2 separate regions of the Oryctolagus cuniculus genome follow, and region 2 is linked to region 1. A link is a contact called in public Hi-C data. All regions are on one chromosome and are shown on one strand. The core of a region is the stretch at or near the end of the contact, and the rest is flanking DNA. Distances in the headings are between cores, read along the strand shown.

Evidence for each region. Hi-C and Micro-C count contacts between places; a contact is called where the count stands out from the background.
Region 2: a contact with region 1 is called in a Hi-C map of psoas muscle, with 4 times the contacts expected there. The contact joins two enhancer-like sites. A contact is called at or near these places in 2 of 6 Hi-C or Micro-C datasets (psoas muscle and an unstated tissue).

The regions. Positions count from the first base shown.
Region 1 is chr1:18,385,213-18,392,986 of mOryCun1.1, reverse strand. No RefSeq gene overlaps it. Among named protein-coding and RNA genes, the nearest start is that of C1QTNF4, 9.7 kb to the left of the region's middle. Within about 2 kb of position 5,191, at least 2 of the 8 cell types and tissues checked have an H3K27ac peak or open chromatin away from gene starts, as enhancers often do.
Region 2 is chr1:18,554,124-18,561,897 of mOryCun1.1, reverse strand. RAPSN (receptor associated protein of the synapse) reads right to left here. Exons shown (of 8, transcript XM_070070587.1): 3 at 3,893-4,051; 4 at 3,295-3,393; 5 at 3,085-3,207; 6 at 2,606-2,659; 7 at 1,611-1,763; 8 at 571-1,404. The coding sequence ends at 949. Among named protein-coding and RNA genes, the nearest start is that of RAPSN, 7.8 kb to the right of the region's middle. Within about 2 kb of position 3,592, at least 1 of the 8 cell types and tissues checked has an H3K27ac peak or open chromatin away from gene starts, as enhancers often do.

The sequences.
Region 1 (7,774 bases), core at 3,942-6,441:
GCTATGGCCTGGAAAAGCATGGAAAATGGCCCAAGTGCTTGGGCCCCTGCACCCACGCGGAAGACCTGGAAGAAGCTCCTGGCTCCTTGCTTTGGGCCGTTGCGGCCATCTAGGGAGTGATGATCTCTCTCTCTCTCTCTCTCTCTCTCTCTCTCTCTCTGCCTCAGCCTCTCTATAACTCTGCCTTTCAAATAAAATAAATTAATTTAAAAAAAAAAAAAGCAAGGTGGCTCACTAGGCTAATCCTCCGCCTTGCGGCGCCGGCACACCGGGTTCTAGTCCCGGTCGGGGCGCCGGATTCTGTCCCGGTTGCCCCTCTTCCAGGCCAGCCCTCTGCTGTGGCCAGGGAGTGCAGTGGAGGATGGCCCAGGTGCTTGGGCCCTGCACCCCATGGGAGACCAGGAAAAGCACCTGGCTCCTGGCTCCTGCCATCGGATCAGCGCAGTGCGCGGGCCGCAGCGCGCCAGCCGCGGCGGCCATTGGAGGGTGAACCAACGGCAAAGGAAGACCTTTCTCTCTGTCTCTCTCTCTCACTGTCCACTCTGCCTGTCAAAAAAAAAAAAAAAAAAAAAAAAAAAAAAAAAAAAAAAGCAAGGGTGCATTTTCTCATGTGTGTGCAGAAAGGATGGGGACCACGGACAGCAGTCTCTATCCGCCAGGTTCTCCGTTTCTCCCCTTTGTGCGCAGAAGGTAAGCGGGCGGGAGAAGCATTGCCTTTTCCAGCTCTGCCCTCTTCCTCCTGGTTCCTCTTGGACCCGAGGCCAGCTGAAAGCCCCAGCCCTTCCCCCCTTGCCACTGGGAAGCCGAACTTTCTGCACCCTGGGCTGTGCAGCTGATTAAAAAAAAAAATCTTCAACACAGGTCTTCCCACCTCGCTTTTAAATTCCATCCCGCTGGTTCCAGCCCACTGTTTCAAGTTATTTTAGAATCTTGACTCTGACATCCAAATATTAGCTTATCCTCCCAGCAGTGGTGCCATCTGCAAACATGTGAGCGCTACTGTCGCTGGGAACTGCTGAGCTGATCAAACAGAGGCGGGGAGCTGGGCACAAAGGCGTCTCCCCAGAGTGGGGCGGGCATTTGGCCTCGAGGTTCAGGCCCCTGTGTCCCATGTCGGAGTGCCTGGATTCTGTTCCCAGCTCCGGCTTCCTGCTAATGCGTATCCTGGGAGGTGGTGGTGATAGCTCAAGGGGTTAGGTCCCTGCCATCCATGTGACAGACCTGCACGCAGACAGGAGTTCTCTGTCTCTCAAATAAATCAAAGGTAAAGACAGCTCCCCAGATCTATACCAGCTGAGTAACCCAGTGGGGTGCAGGGGCTCAGCTGCTGAAGGGGCTGTAACTCTGCCCCCTGGGCCAGCTTGGGGGCCATTCACTCAACTCACAGCGTGCTGCCTGGAAACAGGGACACTGTAGTCCGAGGCGTTTTCCTAGTGCTCCATACATCAGTGGCCAACTGCAGTCAGTATGACTGTGATTACCCACACGTCCAGCTTTAGTGAAGGTGCCTCTCTCTAGATGTGCTCCAATTCATAGTTTAATATTAAATTCTAGAATAAATTGGGGCAGCCCACCTACAGTTTCCAGAATGTACCCCCCTTTCTGGCCTGTCTCTGCACCCCGGCATCACGGCCATTTCCCTTTATTCCATGGCTTTCTCTGCTACATGAATGAGCTCTGGGCTCTATCGGCAAACGTTTCTCACCACTTGGGATTTGCAGCTCACTCTGAAAGGCTGGGTCCCTGGCTTTTCTCCTATTACCTTGTCTTCTACGTGCGCTTTCAATTTCCTCTCTAAACCATGCTTTGCTTTGCTTTTCCCAGTTCAGACAGGCTCCCCCCTCCCAGGGTGTGCGGAGGGGATGAGGACAACCGGGCCGGGCATTTTGCTTTCCCGGGCAATCACCAGTCTCTGACTCATCCCTGAGAGAACCCTGCCCTCTCCCGAGTTCTCCTGCTCTGAATAGAACCAGTGACGTCTCTGCACCTTCTCCATGTGTCGGCTTACCAAGGACTGCACCCTGCCTTCCCTTACACCCTTTCCAAAAAAATGTGTATTCATTTTTATTTATTTGAAAAGCAGAGAGAGAAAGAGAGTGAGAGAGAAAAAGAGAGATCTGCCATCAGCTGGCCCACTCCACAAATGGGCACAAGAGTAAGGGCTGGGTGAGGCCAGAGCCACAAGCCAGGAACTCCAACCTGGTCTCCCATGCTGGCGGCAGGGCCTCAGTAGGAACTGAGCCATCACCTGCTGCTTCCCAGGCACAGTAGCAGGAAGCTGTATGGGGAGCAAGGACGGAGGTAGGACCAGATCCCAGGAGCTTCATTTGTTATGGGATCCAGGAGTCCCAAGCAACAGCTTAATTCTTTACTTTTTTTAAAGGATTTATTTATTTATTTGAAATGTAGAATTACAGAGAGGCAGAAGCATAGAAAGAAAGAGGGAAGTCTTCCATCTGCTGGTTCACTCCCCCGATGGCTGCAATGGCTGGGACTGGGCCAATCTGAAGCCAGGAGTCAGGAGCTTCTTCCGGGTCTCCCACATGGGTGCAGGGCCCCATGGACTTGGGCCATCTTCCACTACTTTCCCAGGCCGTAGCAGAGAGCTGGATTGGAAGTGGAGCAGCTGGGACTCAAACCGGCACCCACATGGAATACCGGCACTGCAGGCAGTGGCTTTACCTGCTATGCCACAGAACCAGTCGCAGCTTAATTCTTTAAAGAAGCTTGAGCCACACTGGTTTTTTCCCTCTGTTTTCTACACAGGATTTTTTGCAAAGGGGGTGCTCTAATTTCCCATTTTAGAGCTTCCTCTCTTTCCTGCACCATATTCCATCTAGCTGCTAAATTTGGGATTCTAACTTTTCTTTTTTTCAATTCATTAAAAAAAAAAAAAAAAAAAAAGACTGGGGCTGGCACCATGGCTCACTTGGTTAATCCTCTGCCTGCAGCGCTGGCATCCCATATGGGCACCGGGTTCTAGTCCCGGTTGCTCCTCTTCCAGCCCCGCTCTCTGCTGTGGCCCAGGAGGGCAGTGGAGGATAGCCCAAGGGCTTGGGCCTATGCACCTACATGGGAGACCAGGAGGAAGCACCTGGCTCCTGGTATCGGATCAGCACAACGCCGGCCATAGTGGCCATTTGGGGGTGAACCAACGGAAGGAAGAACAGGACAGTGCCAGGCTGAAGCCAGGAGCCTGGAGCTTCTTCTGGGTCTCCCACGTGGATGCAGGGACCCAAGCACTTGAGCCATTTTCCACTGCTTTCCCAGGCGCATTAGCAGGGAGCTGGATCAGAAGTGGAGCACCCGGGTATCAAACAAGCACCCATATTGGATGCCGGTGTCAGAGGCAGTGGCTTAGCCCAGTACACCACGATGCTAGCCCCCTTTTAATCCATTTTCCCAGACTATTTATCAATCACCCCTTCCTTCCATGCCCAACATGCCTTTCCTCTTCCCCCTGTGGCTCCTATCTGGACACAGGAAGTGAGGTGGGCGGTAGCCACTTCCTGGGGGCTTGTGTACCCCCCCCAAGAGAGGATACTGACACTGTGCCACTCCTAGACTGGCCATGTGCTGCGGTATAAATCTCACTTACCCGGGTGTGAATTCTAGCTCTGCCACTTATTAGCACGTTGTTACATCTCTGAGTTCCATTTTTTTTTTCACTTAAAAAATGGGGACATTATCTCTGGCTCATGGGGTGACTGAACTAATCTGTGTCCATACCAGCGCACAGAAGTTTTCACACGAGCCAGCTCCCCACGTACAGCTTAGGTTCATGGAATCCCAGGCGTCACATGTACTGTGTTAGCAGGGGTGATGCATGTCTTTGCCCAGACAGCGTTCCTTTGCTGAGCCCCGCCCCTTCATGTTATACAAGCGTCCAGCTCAAGGTGGATGGCCGAGCCCTAGGGCACTAGGGGTCTGGGCTGACCGTGGACCCCCACCCCCAGGATGGGCCTGAGACTCAGGTCTGGCCAGCAGGGGACAAGAGTAGTCCATTTCTCAGACACACCAAATGGTTTACAGATGCTTGCATTTTGAGCCAGAGTCCTGGGGATTTTTGCTGGAGCTCTCCAAAGAGGTATTTGTTCTTTCTCTGGAATTACAAGCTCGAAGAAGCCGTGAGTAGAGCTGCCAGTTGGCAGCCTGCTGCTACACAGAGAGAGGGAAGCCAGGCAGTGATGGGCAGACTGAAAGAATGGGGAGAGTGAGTGTGCTGATGCCCTTGTCTGAACTGCTGGAGTGACCACTGGCCATTTGTCACTTGGGCGGACAGCCTCCGCTTCTACTAAAGCCAGCTTGAATTGGGCTTCCGGGTATGCAGCTGTCAAACACTCCCTTTTCATTGTTGGAATAAAATCAAGAGCTCCTCCTGAAATGTAACTGAGCGGGTGTTTGGTGCAACAGGTAAGATGCCACTTGGGATGGGCACGCTCCCCCCCAGAGTGCCTGGGCTCCAGACTCGGCTCTGCTTCCAGTTCCTGGGGCAGCAGATGGTAGCTCGAGTACTTGGGTCCCTTCTAGTCATGTGGGGAACTGGGATTTAGTTCTGGGTTCCTGGCTCTGGTTGCCAGTGGTTGCAGGCATTTGGGGAATGAACTAGAGGACGGATTCCTCTTTCTCTGAAATAAAAACAGACAATTTCGCAAGAAAAGCTGCTCCACTACTATAATGTAGAACATCTCTAGGATTCAATACGTGTGCATGGCTTTGGCTTTTTAGAAATCCCACAGGCGGACAGGTCTGCGTCCTGACTTTGTCATTTACCAGCGCTGGGCAGTCAGTTAACCCCACTGAGCTGCGGTTTCCCCACTAGGAGGGCAGGATTTTCCTAACAGCTGTTTTGTGGTAAGGGGTAAATGGGCAACACACACAGCGGATCATCAGTCACTGTTCTATCACCAGGTGGCAGGTGCATTGATGTCATGGCAATAGCCTTTCCCTGGACAGCTGAGTGCATATCCACATATTTCCCATGCTTCACCCACGTCACATCCTGGAACCGCCATGGGATTCAGGCTAATTGTGGCTTTGACCAAGGAGAGAGCAGCAATTCAGGTTTTGGGAAAGATGGAAGATGAGGGGGTGGACAGGAATTTCAAAGCTCAAATGGAGGAGAGGTGGCATGAGCCTTGTTTAAAACATTGGTGACGGCAGAACTTTACGCCCACTTCCTATTTATAAATATCCCCGTTTCTCAGTTCGGCTCCTCCCACAGGAGGCTGGGGTGGAAGGTAACACAGATAGCAGCTACAGTGGAGGCGACTGCGGGAGGAGAATTGGGGTGTTGTGGCTTGGGCTCAGGGGGTCAGGATTAAGAAGTCTTTGGGCAACTCAGGTGGGAATGGAGTAATGAGTATCTGCTCCTTTTCCAGGAGCCTGTGCAGGCAAAGGGGCACCCCAGCCGTCCTCCCCCGCATGCTGGTCTCTGATCGCTCCCTGGAGCCCCGGCTTATCTCTGCCCACCGCTTGGTCCTGGCAGCAGGAAGCCGAGATAAAACACTGTAGCAACAGCTGAGCCGGGAAGATGCAGGGGCAGCAGGGCGGGGACACGACAAACTCAGCAGGCTTTCTGAGAAGCCAGCAGTGACTTTCAGAAGCGGGAGAGGAGTGAACTTGGTCATCCCGTGGGGAGGAGATTTCTAGTTGGACTCAGGGCCTGGGATGTAACTTTACCCCCTCTAAGGACCCTGACGGGCAGCCAGGAGACACCGTACATCTGTCAAGCGGACATTCATTCAGGGTATCTTTGAGTATCCACTATGTGCGAGTCACCGTTCTGAGTACTCTACTACCGACACCGTGCTCTGGACAAAGACTGGGACAGTTAGATCAACTCCACCTGCCCTCGGCTGCTCTAGCCCTGCTGACCTTCCCCATGCCATTGGCTGGACCTGGACCGTGTCTCTCCTCCCCTCCCACTTCCTGCAATTCTAGCAGCTGCCACACATCAACTGCTCACTGTGCTGGTCCCTGAACCACGCACTCTCATCTCACAGAGGAGGAGCCTGGGGCATGAAGGATCAAGGGACCTTATGCTGCAACCCCTGCACGAAGCACTGGATCCCCCTGGTGGACAGGAGCATTCCCGCCTGTGGATCCCGGGGTGCTTAGTGCTAACGTCTCACAGCACATGTTGCTTCGCCCAACAGCAAGTGTGTCAAGGGGCACCCCCCTTCTGCGCAGCAGGTGGGGCTTATACCCAGTCTCATTCAATCCTCTTACGGCCCTGCCATTCTGCATCACCCTCAATGGATGGTAAACACCATGGAGGACAGGGTTTCGCGAGCAGCCTCTCGCCAGCTGACGGACAGCTGCACTGATGAAACTCCCCGCCCCGGCCCCTCCAGGCGAGAAGGCATGAGCTCCACTGGGAGTGCCGGGGAAATCGGAAATCAGGCCTGGCGCCCTGTCCACGCTCACCCTCCGTCTCGGTTTCCAGCCAAGGACATTTTCCCGTCTTTCTGATGCCAGGAGGGCAGGGCCCCAGATGCGATGGAAAGCGGGAGTAGGTACAGTTCTGCTTCTTGTCCTTATCTAACCTCTGGCTCTTTGTGCTACTGTGGAAATAAACACAGTAACTTACGCAGTTTCCTTAGTGATGTGGCAGTAACCGGGACAGCCCAGTCCTCCCACTGGGCCAGGCAGGGGGTGCCACCAAACTTCCTCTCCCCCATGTGACATGGTTTGTTCCCTAGAAAGCTGGGGGGTCCTACTCACTCCCCTCCTCTCCCTGCCTTGCCATCCCACCGTCCTTGGACTGGACTTTGGTGTATGGCAGGGATTTGAATCTACGTAAAAATATCCTTCAGGGTTGCAACAAGTTGGTTCCAGAACACTTGCAGATTTCAAACAAAGTCTAATTGGTCCCAGACTGCAGAGGAATCCACGTTGAGACTGAAGCACACTGGGCTTTGCCATATCCGCTCCCGGTCTCAGGAGGACAGCAGACCAGATGGGTGTGTCTGGAGACCCAGCACCTGAGCACCAGGGGACGCCCCAACATGGGAGGGGCAGGTGGCATGAAGCAGCCGTTGGTTGGCTGGTGGGGAAATACTTGCTGTAGAAAATGACTCTGTCCTGAAAAGAACCTCTCATTTGCAGCTTTCCCTCCAGGGCAGAAGTTAGAGATTGACCCTCCACGTGTAGAGAAAAAAGCAGGACTGCGCTGTGGAGCAGGAGGCTGGGGCACCACCTGTAACTCCAGCATCCCCTGAGTGCTGGTTCGAATCCCAGCTGCTCCACTTTTTTTGTAAGATTTGTTTCATTTATTTCAAAGATTTACGGAGGGAAAGTCAGAATCTTATCCACTACCCAAGTGGCCCCAAATGCTAAGATCAAGCCAGGAGCTTCTTCCAGGTCTCCCATGTGGGTGCAGGGGCCCAAGCACTTGGGCCATTTTCTATTGCTTTTCCCAGGCCATTAGCAGGGAGGTCAATCAGAAGTGGAGCAGCCGGGACACAAACTGGTGCCCACGTGGGATGCCAGTGCCGTAGGCAGCAGCTTTACCTACTCTGCCACAGTGCCGGAGCCCCAGCTGCTCCACTTCTGATCCAGTTCCCTACTGCTGTACCTAGGGGGGCTGCAGGGCATGGTCAGAGTGCTTGGGTCCCTGCACCCACATGGAAGACCCGGATTCCTGGCTTCTGCCTGGCCCGAGGCCAGCCACGGTGCCACGTGGGGAGTGAACCAGCAAGTGGAGCATCTCCCCAAAGTCGAGCCATCTTCTAAAAAAAGGGTGGCCGGCGCCGCGGCTCACAAGGCTAAT
Region 2 (7,774 bases), core at 2,343-4,842, 170 kb before region 1:
TGGTTCATTCCCCAAATGACCAATATTGTTGGAGCTGAGCCAATCTGAAGCCTGGAGCTTCTTCCAGGTCTCCCACATGGGTGCAGGGTCCCTAGCACCTGGGCCATCTTCCACCGCTTTCCCAGGCCACAGCAGAGAGCTGGATTGGAAGTGGGGCAGCTGGATCTCGAACCAGCACTCATATGGGATGCCGGCACTGCAGGCGGTGGCTTTACCTGCTACACCAAAGCACCAGCCCTCCCCCCCTTTAATCACATATTTGGGCCATGTGTTGTGGCGCAGCAGCTTAAGCTGCCGCCTGGGACTCCACATCCCATATTAGAGAGCCTGGCTACTTTGCTTTTGATCGAAGCTCCCTGCTAACACACCTGGAAAAGCAGCAGAGGATGGCCCCAACTGCCTGGGCCCCTGCCATCTATGTGGGGGACCCAGATGGAGTTCCTGGCTCTTGGCTTCAACCTGGCCCAACCACGGCTGTTGTGGCCATCTGGGGAATGAACCAGTGGATGGAAGATCTCCCTCTGTCTCTCCCTCTCTCTGTGTGACTCTGCCTTTCAAATACATAAATAATTTTTCTTTTTTTTACAGGCAGAGTGGACAATGAGAGAGAAAGGTCTTCCTCTTGCCGTTGGTTAACCCTCCAATGGCCGCCGCGGCTGGCACGCTGCGCTGATCCGAAGCCAGGAGCCAGGTGCTTCTCCTGGTCTCCCATGGGATGCAGGGCCCAAGCACCTGGGCCATCCTCCACTGCACTCCCGGGCCACAGCAGAGAGCTGGCCTGGAAGAGGGGCAACCGGGACAGAATCCGGCGCCCCGACCGGGACTAGAACCCGGTGTGCTGGCGCCACAGGAGGAGGATTAGCCTAGTGAGCCGCGGCGCTGGCCACATAAATAAATCTTAAAAGAATTATTTGAGAAGCAGACAGACAATGAGAGGAGAAAGACTGCTCAATCACCCGCACCGTGAGAAATCAGTGTCTGTCCTAGCGGCCCCAAACGGACGAGGGCGCCACCACACGGTGCGAACATGACAGCCGGCCAGCACGTTCCCCCTGGCCTGCTGGCCCTGTCCCCTCCCCACCCCGGGGTCCTGGAAGGGCCCTCACTCCCCTTTCTCTCTACCCCCTCCGGCCTCGGCCAGGGAAGAGTGAGAGCTCCCAGGACCAAGTACAAACTTTGGTTTATTTTTTCTATAAACAGCAAAGTCCAGAGAGGCACGGAGGGCGGTGGGGTCCAGAGGAGCTGAAAGAGGGCAGGGCCTGGGCCTTGGCTGCCCTGGGGATGCGCCGGGAGTCCGGGCAGATGGTGCAGGGTGAGCAGGGCGGCGGCGGTCACACAAAGCCAGGCTTCATGGAGGAGCGGCGGCAGTTGGGGCAGCTCCGGGTCCCGTGGTTCTGCAGGCACCTTGGGAGGCAAAGGGCTCCGCCTGTTCACCGAGGCCACCCTCCCCTCCCCCCACCCCTGGCTCCCCCACCCAGGCCCCTGCCGCAGCCAGGTGCCCGGTGCCTCTGGGATCTTTGAGCAGCCTCTCTTTGGGGGTAATGGGGAGACTGGCCCCGCCCCCTACGGGAGGGCCCTGGGCCGCTGCCCACCCCGCCAGGGGCCCTCACCGGAGGTGGAAGATGTGGGAGCAGGGCAGGGCCTGCAGCCGGCTGTTCTTCTCGCCGATGGACTCGCCGCAGAGGCCGCAGTACAGCTCCGTCTCCTCCACGCACTCGTGGAAGCGCACCACGTGTGCGCGCAGCTCGCGCTGCAGCCCCTTGCTGCGGTAGATGCCCTCGCTCAGACAGTGCAGCTTGAGCTGGCTCAGCTGCGCCAGGGAGACAGGGGCGGGCGGGGCGTCCAGCCGACGTTAGCGCCGCAGGGTCGGGCGCCGGCCGCGTCCCTGCCCGCTCCGGGCCTTGGGTCCCCTTGGTGCAGAATGAGGGGCTGGGTGCCATCGGAGAGAGCCCTTTGCCCCTGGAAGGCCTGGGCACCTCGTGTATTGGGGGGAGTTTATTGGTCGAGCCTCACGCGTTGACTGTGGGAACTGAATTGCTTTCCTGCTTCTACTAATTAAATCCACACCTAACAGTGCGTGGGCATCAGCCGGACCCCTGGGTAGACCCGGGCGGCCGTGCCGCAGCCGGAAGCAGATCTGTGTGGCACTTGAGTTGGGCCGGGGAGCAGGTTCCAGAGACTTATACATCTTCCAGCAGACTGAGGAGCACAGAGCCTGTTCTCAACAGTTGAAGATTTGGATCCGATTATGGGTCCTGGAGAGGCTGTCTACACTACGGGCTTTGGAGTGAAGACAGGAGCCTCACTCTCTTTATCTATAAAATGGGGATGTGGTGCCCACCAGCAAGGGGACTGTGAAGACCGCAACTGATACCCATGGGCGTGCCTAGCTCTCAGGGGCTGGCTACTGCCGGGGTTTTAAGGAACACCCAGAATCCTCTGAGGAATTCTGCAAGTCTCCAAGCTATGAATTCCTGCCCGACCCTCCCAAGGGCTCTGGCTGCAGGCAGGACCAGGGAGGGCTGCGGGTGTGAGCAGCCCCAGGGACCCTCCCCTACAACACACAGCCCATCCTTGGGCTCTGAACACCAGAAAGAGGGCTGACCTTGTTCCCCACCTCCTCGGCCAGGTCCTGGGCTTTCTCGATGGCATCCAGAGCCTAGAAGGCGAGCAGAGGCCAGGCCTGAGGGCGGAGCGTCTGACACACAGAGGGCAGGGGCCAGGGAGGGTCGCAGAGCTGGGGCCACTGCCCTGTGTGCGAAGGTCGCAGGACGAGACGGGCAGTTGCCAGGGCTGTGTGTGTCACCTCCTGCCTCAGTCTACCTAGACATGCAATGGGCAGAATGTTCCCAGCTCACAGGGAGTTGTGAGTGAGATAGTGAGAGGCAGCTAAGGTGGCTCAGGTCTAGCTATGGGTCCCTGGGCAAGGGATGGGCCCCCTCTGAGCCTGTAAAATGACGGAGAATGTTCTGGCCTCATGAAGTCAGGGGTAAGGTGATATCAGACAAAGGGGTGGCAAAAGGCCACACCCACTGACTCCTCCGAATGCGGGGCTCCGGGGCTGCAGGAAAGGGCCCCCCTCACCTTATCTGGTGCCTTCCTGGCCACCCAGCATTTGGCCACACCCAGCAGTACGTGCACCTGGCCCAGGCGGTTTCCGATCTCGGTCATGATGCTCATGGCAGAGTCGTACCTGGGGAACGCCGTCTGCAGAGCCAGGCAGGGAGGGGTGAGCGGGACTGCGCCCGGCCCGAGCCCATCCTACATCCGCCCCCAGCGTCCGGGTGCCCTCACCTCCAGGTCCCCACGGCTCCGATGGATGTCGGCAAAGCAGAGCAGGCAGAGCGCCTGCAGCGGCCGGTCCCCGTGCTGCAGCGCAATCTTCATGGACTCCTGTGAGGGTGGCAGGTGCTCAGGCACCCCCACCCCGGGGTGCCCTCCACCCTCTGGGCCCCTCTGAAGGCACAACCCTGGGGTCTCCCTGATGCCGGGGCCTCACGTCCCAAGCCACTGAAGTCACAGCACTCGGCGGGCTGGCCACTGTGAGCCGACAGGTGGAGAGTGAGGCTCAGAGGTGACAGGAGCTAATGGGGGCCACCCAGCTCCTAAGTGGTAGAGGTGGGATACACGCCCAGGTCGGTAGAACTCCAGGGACTCCCTCCCCATGATGATCTTCAAGGTGCCACACACAGGGTGTTAGGGACGTCGCCTAGGATGGACCGGCAGGCACTGGGGTTCGGGACAGGGCTGGGCAAATTAACGCGCCCTGCAGAGGCTCAGCTGTAGGGGTCAGGCCAGAGGAAGCCTTGGGGCCTCAGTGGGTGGAGGTGGGGAAAGGAGGCCCCAGACCCCGGTGCCTACCCCCGCCCGCGTCTCCTTCCTGCAGCCCCACCTCACAACACTCCATGGCACTGCCCAGGTGGCCCAGCAGGCGATACGCCACGGCCATGTGGTACTGGCTCATGGCCCGGTACTTGAGGCTCCAGCCTTTGCCATAGTCATTGACGAGCTCTGCGGCCTTGCAGGGGAAGAACAGGGCTTTCTCGTAGTCCTGCAGGGAACACGGGCCGGGGGGGAGGGGGCGCACTGAGTGGCAGGAGCCGCCCCGAGCCCAGGGCTCCAGGGCTGCCTTGTCCGGCAGCCAAGGGGCCCGGCGTTCTGCATTTACTCTGCCCCCCACCCCCGGGGAAGAGTAGGCAGAGGGGACCACCAAGGGCCAAGGGCATGGCTCCATCGGGTTTGCTGAAGTCTCCCAAGAACCTAGCAAGTTCTGGGCACTTAGTAGTTGCACAATAAATCATTGTTGAATGAATGAATGAATGAAAAAGGCGAGAAAACACGGTTGACTTCCCAGCCAGTTCCAGGGTTCCTCTGCTTCAAGACGCACAGGAGGGGGTGTCAGAGTTCCCCCGTCAGAGTTTGCCTCCTGGCGAAGTCTCAGTGAGAGATTGTTCAGGACACCCGTGAGACCATCCTCTCAAACTTCCACTGTTCCGCCTTGTTACCTGCCCTTCATCAGCCGATTCATCGCCCCCTTAGGAAAACGGAGGACCAGAGGAGCCCCTCATCCACCTTACCCACCCCCTCCCCCCCGCCCCAGAGTGTGCAGCCCCTGCACGTGCCAGCGCGCCCTCCCCACAGGGCTCTGCAGAGTCCTCTCCTGGTACTGGCTCATGACTACCAACGTACAGAAAGATTCTGGCATTTCTCACTCATTTTAAAAATAAAAATCAAGGGCCAACGCTGTGGCGCAGTAAGTAAAGCTGCTGCCTGCAGTGCCAGCATCCCATATGGGCGCCAGTTCGAGACCGGCTGCTCCATTTCCAATCCAGCTCTCTGCTGTGGCCTGGGAAAGCAGTGGAAGACGGCCCAAGTCCTTGGGCCCCTGCACCCATGTGGGAGACCTGGAAGAAGCTCCTGGCTCCTGGCTTCGGATTGGCACAGCTCTAGCCATTGCGGCCAGTTGGGGAGTGAACCAGTGGATGGAAGACCTCTCTTTCTCTGCCTCTCTCTCTCTCTATAGATAGATAGATAGATAGATAGATAGATAGATAGATAGATAGATAGATATAGATATAGATATATATCTGCCTCTCCTTCTCTGTGTAACTCTGACTTTCAACCAAAAAAATAAATCTTTAAAAAAATAAAAATAATCAACAACCTTCTCTTGACCTCATTTTCCCTTCGGATACAGCACACACCTAGGAGTCTGGAATTGGAGGCAGAGGCAGCACTTGAATCAGGCACTGATAAGGGATGTGCTGTCCCAAGCTGCATCTTAACCACTGTGCCATACGCCCACCCTTCATGTGGCCTTTAAATACCATTTCCTAATGAAAGAGAACCAAGAGGCTTGGCTGGTGCCAGGTCTGGGGCAGGGGACAGTCAGACACTGTACAGTGTATTATGCCAGAAAACAGGGACACTTTTTTTTTTTTTTTAAATTTGACAGGTAGAGTTATAGACCGTGAGAGAGAGACAGAAAGATCTTCCTTCCGTTGGTTCACTCCCCAAATGGCCGCTACAGCTGATGCGCTGCACCGATCCGAAGCCAGGAGCCAGGTGCTTCCTCCTGGTCTCCCATGCAGGTACAGGGCCCAAGGACCTGGGCCATCCTCCACTGCCTTCCCAGGCCACAGCAGAGAGCTGGACTGGAAGAGGGGCAACCGGGACTAGAACCCGGTACCCATATGGGATGCCAGCGCCACAGGCGGAGGATTAACCGAGTGAGCCACGGCGCCAGCCCCAGGGATGCTTTCAAAGACTACAAGAAGCCTTGTCAAATGGACACGGGAGGCACAGCAAAGGGACTGCCATGGGATCAAGTCAGGGTGATAAAAGAAGAAAAAGAAATGACTGCCACCGAGGTCCTCAGCTGACCATGCTGCTAGAGATCCCCACCCGCCCCGTGGTGTCACAGTGAGGAGCCAGCACACAGGCACGACCACCGACCACAGCGGTCACCCCGGCTCCTTACTCGGGGAAGGCAGTCGTTCAGCGGCAAGGGGAGGGGGCACGTCTGCCACCTTTCCTATGGGACCTGCATCTCCGAATAACCAGCCAGCCCTGACTCGGGATAGAATGGTATTCGTTATAGAAAAACCCCAGCTAAGGCCGGCGCCACGGCTCACTAGGCTAATCCTCCACCTGCGGCACCGGCACCCCGGGTTCTAGTCCCGGTTGGGGTGCTGGATTCTGTCCCGGTTGCCCCTCTTCCAGGCCAGCTCTCTGCTGTGGCCCAGGAGTGCAGTGGAGGATGGCCCAAGTGCTTGGGCCCTACACCTGCAGGGGAGACCAGGAGGAAGCTCCTGGTTCCTGGCTTGCGCCAGCTGTAGTAACCGTTTTGGGGGTGAACCAATGGAAGGAAGACCTTTCTCTCTGTCTCTCTCTCACTGTCTAACTCTGTCAAAAGAGAAATAAAAAAAAAAAAAAAAAGAAAGAAAGAAAAACCCCAGCTAATACATGAAGAAGGACAGAACTTACAAATCGCTACCTTATTACTGGCAAAATGAAATAACGTCTGTGGGTGCTAACACCATTGATGAGGGGGACTCGGCTGTGGTGCAGCAGGTTAAGTGGGTGCCTATGATGCCGGCATCCCACATGGGCGTGGGTTCGAGTCCCGGTTGCTCCACTTGTGATCCAGCTCCCTGCTAATGCACCTGGGAAAGCAGTGGAAGATGGGCCTCCTGGCTTTGGCCCCAGTCATTTGGGGAGTGAACCAGCAGATGGAAGGTCTCTTTAACTCTGCCTTTTATATTAATAAACAAAATAATTAGTGAAAATGTGGCCTCAAAATGGCATCCTCACAGGGTGCCATGGGTTAAGCCACTGGCCATGGAGAGAGAATGCAAACCCCAACACTGGAGGGGTCCAGTGGCCACTGCCTGGGCCACCCTGCTGGGATGTAGCAGAAACACCGATACAGTGCCCTTGCCAAAAATGCACCAGCCACATCCCGCCAGGCCCGCCGGCAGTAAAGGAGACAAAGAAGTCACGTGGCTCCCTGGGACGCATGAAGAAAGAAGCCTGGACAGCCGGCCGGCCAATAAATCTGGAATCTTCAATGAACCGTGGAAGCCAACGGCCTTGTTGGTGCCCCAATTCAATCACGCCCAGGGCAAAGGCATGTTTTAGGGTGAGTAGAAAACTTTTCATCTCTTTCAATAGGCTCTATTAACAGTTATAGCACGTGTCAGACATCCTGAGGTCAGAAACAATACTGAACTTGGAGTTCAGAGAACCAGGTTCAAATCCCAGCTACCCTGGGCGTGTACAGAAATCCCAGCTGGCACTCATTAGTTGAATAGCGCCATGATTCAACCTGTTGGAACTTGAGCATCCGTGTCTGAAGGGAAGGTGAAATAGCTTCACCAGTTCACAAGGCTGGGGATGGCTAACGAAGGTTCTTTACGTGAGAGCACCCGACACACAAGCTGTCACGCAGTTTGCACTCCCTGACACTGGATCTCTGTGGATCCAAATGGTTAAGGTAAAAATAGAATAGTTTAGATTTAAATGAATTCTGAATAATTTTCTATATCTCCTTGTTTTAGTTTTTGAAGTTTTATTTAGTTTTATTTACTTGAAAGGCAGAGCAACTGAGGGACAAGAGACAAAAAAGAGATCAGCAGCCAGGGCTGCACAAAGCTGAAGCCCAGCACCTGGAATGCCATCCAGGACCCCACCTGGGTGGCAGGGACCCAAGTACTTGAGCCCTCAACCAGGGTGCACATCAACAGGAAGTGGAGCAGGGTGGGGCTGGCGCTAT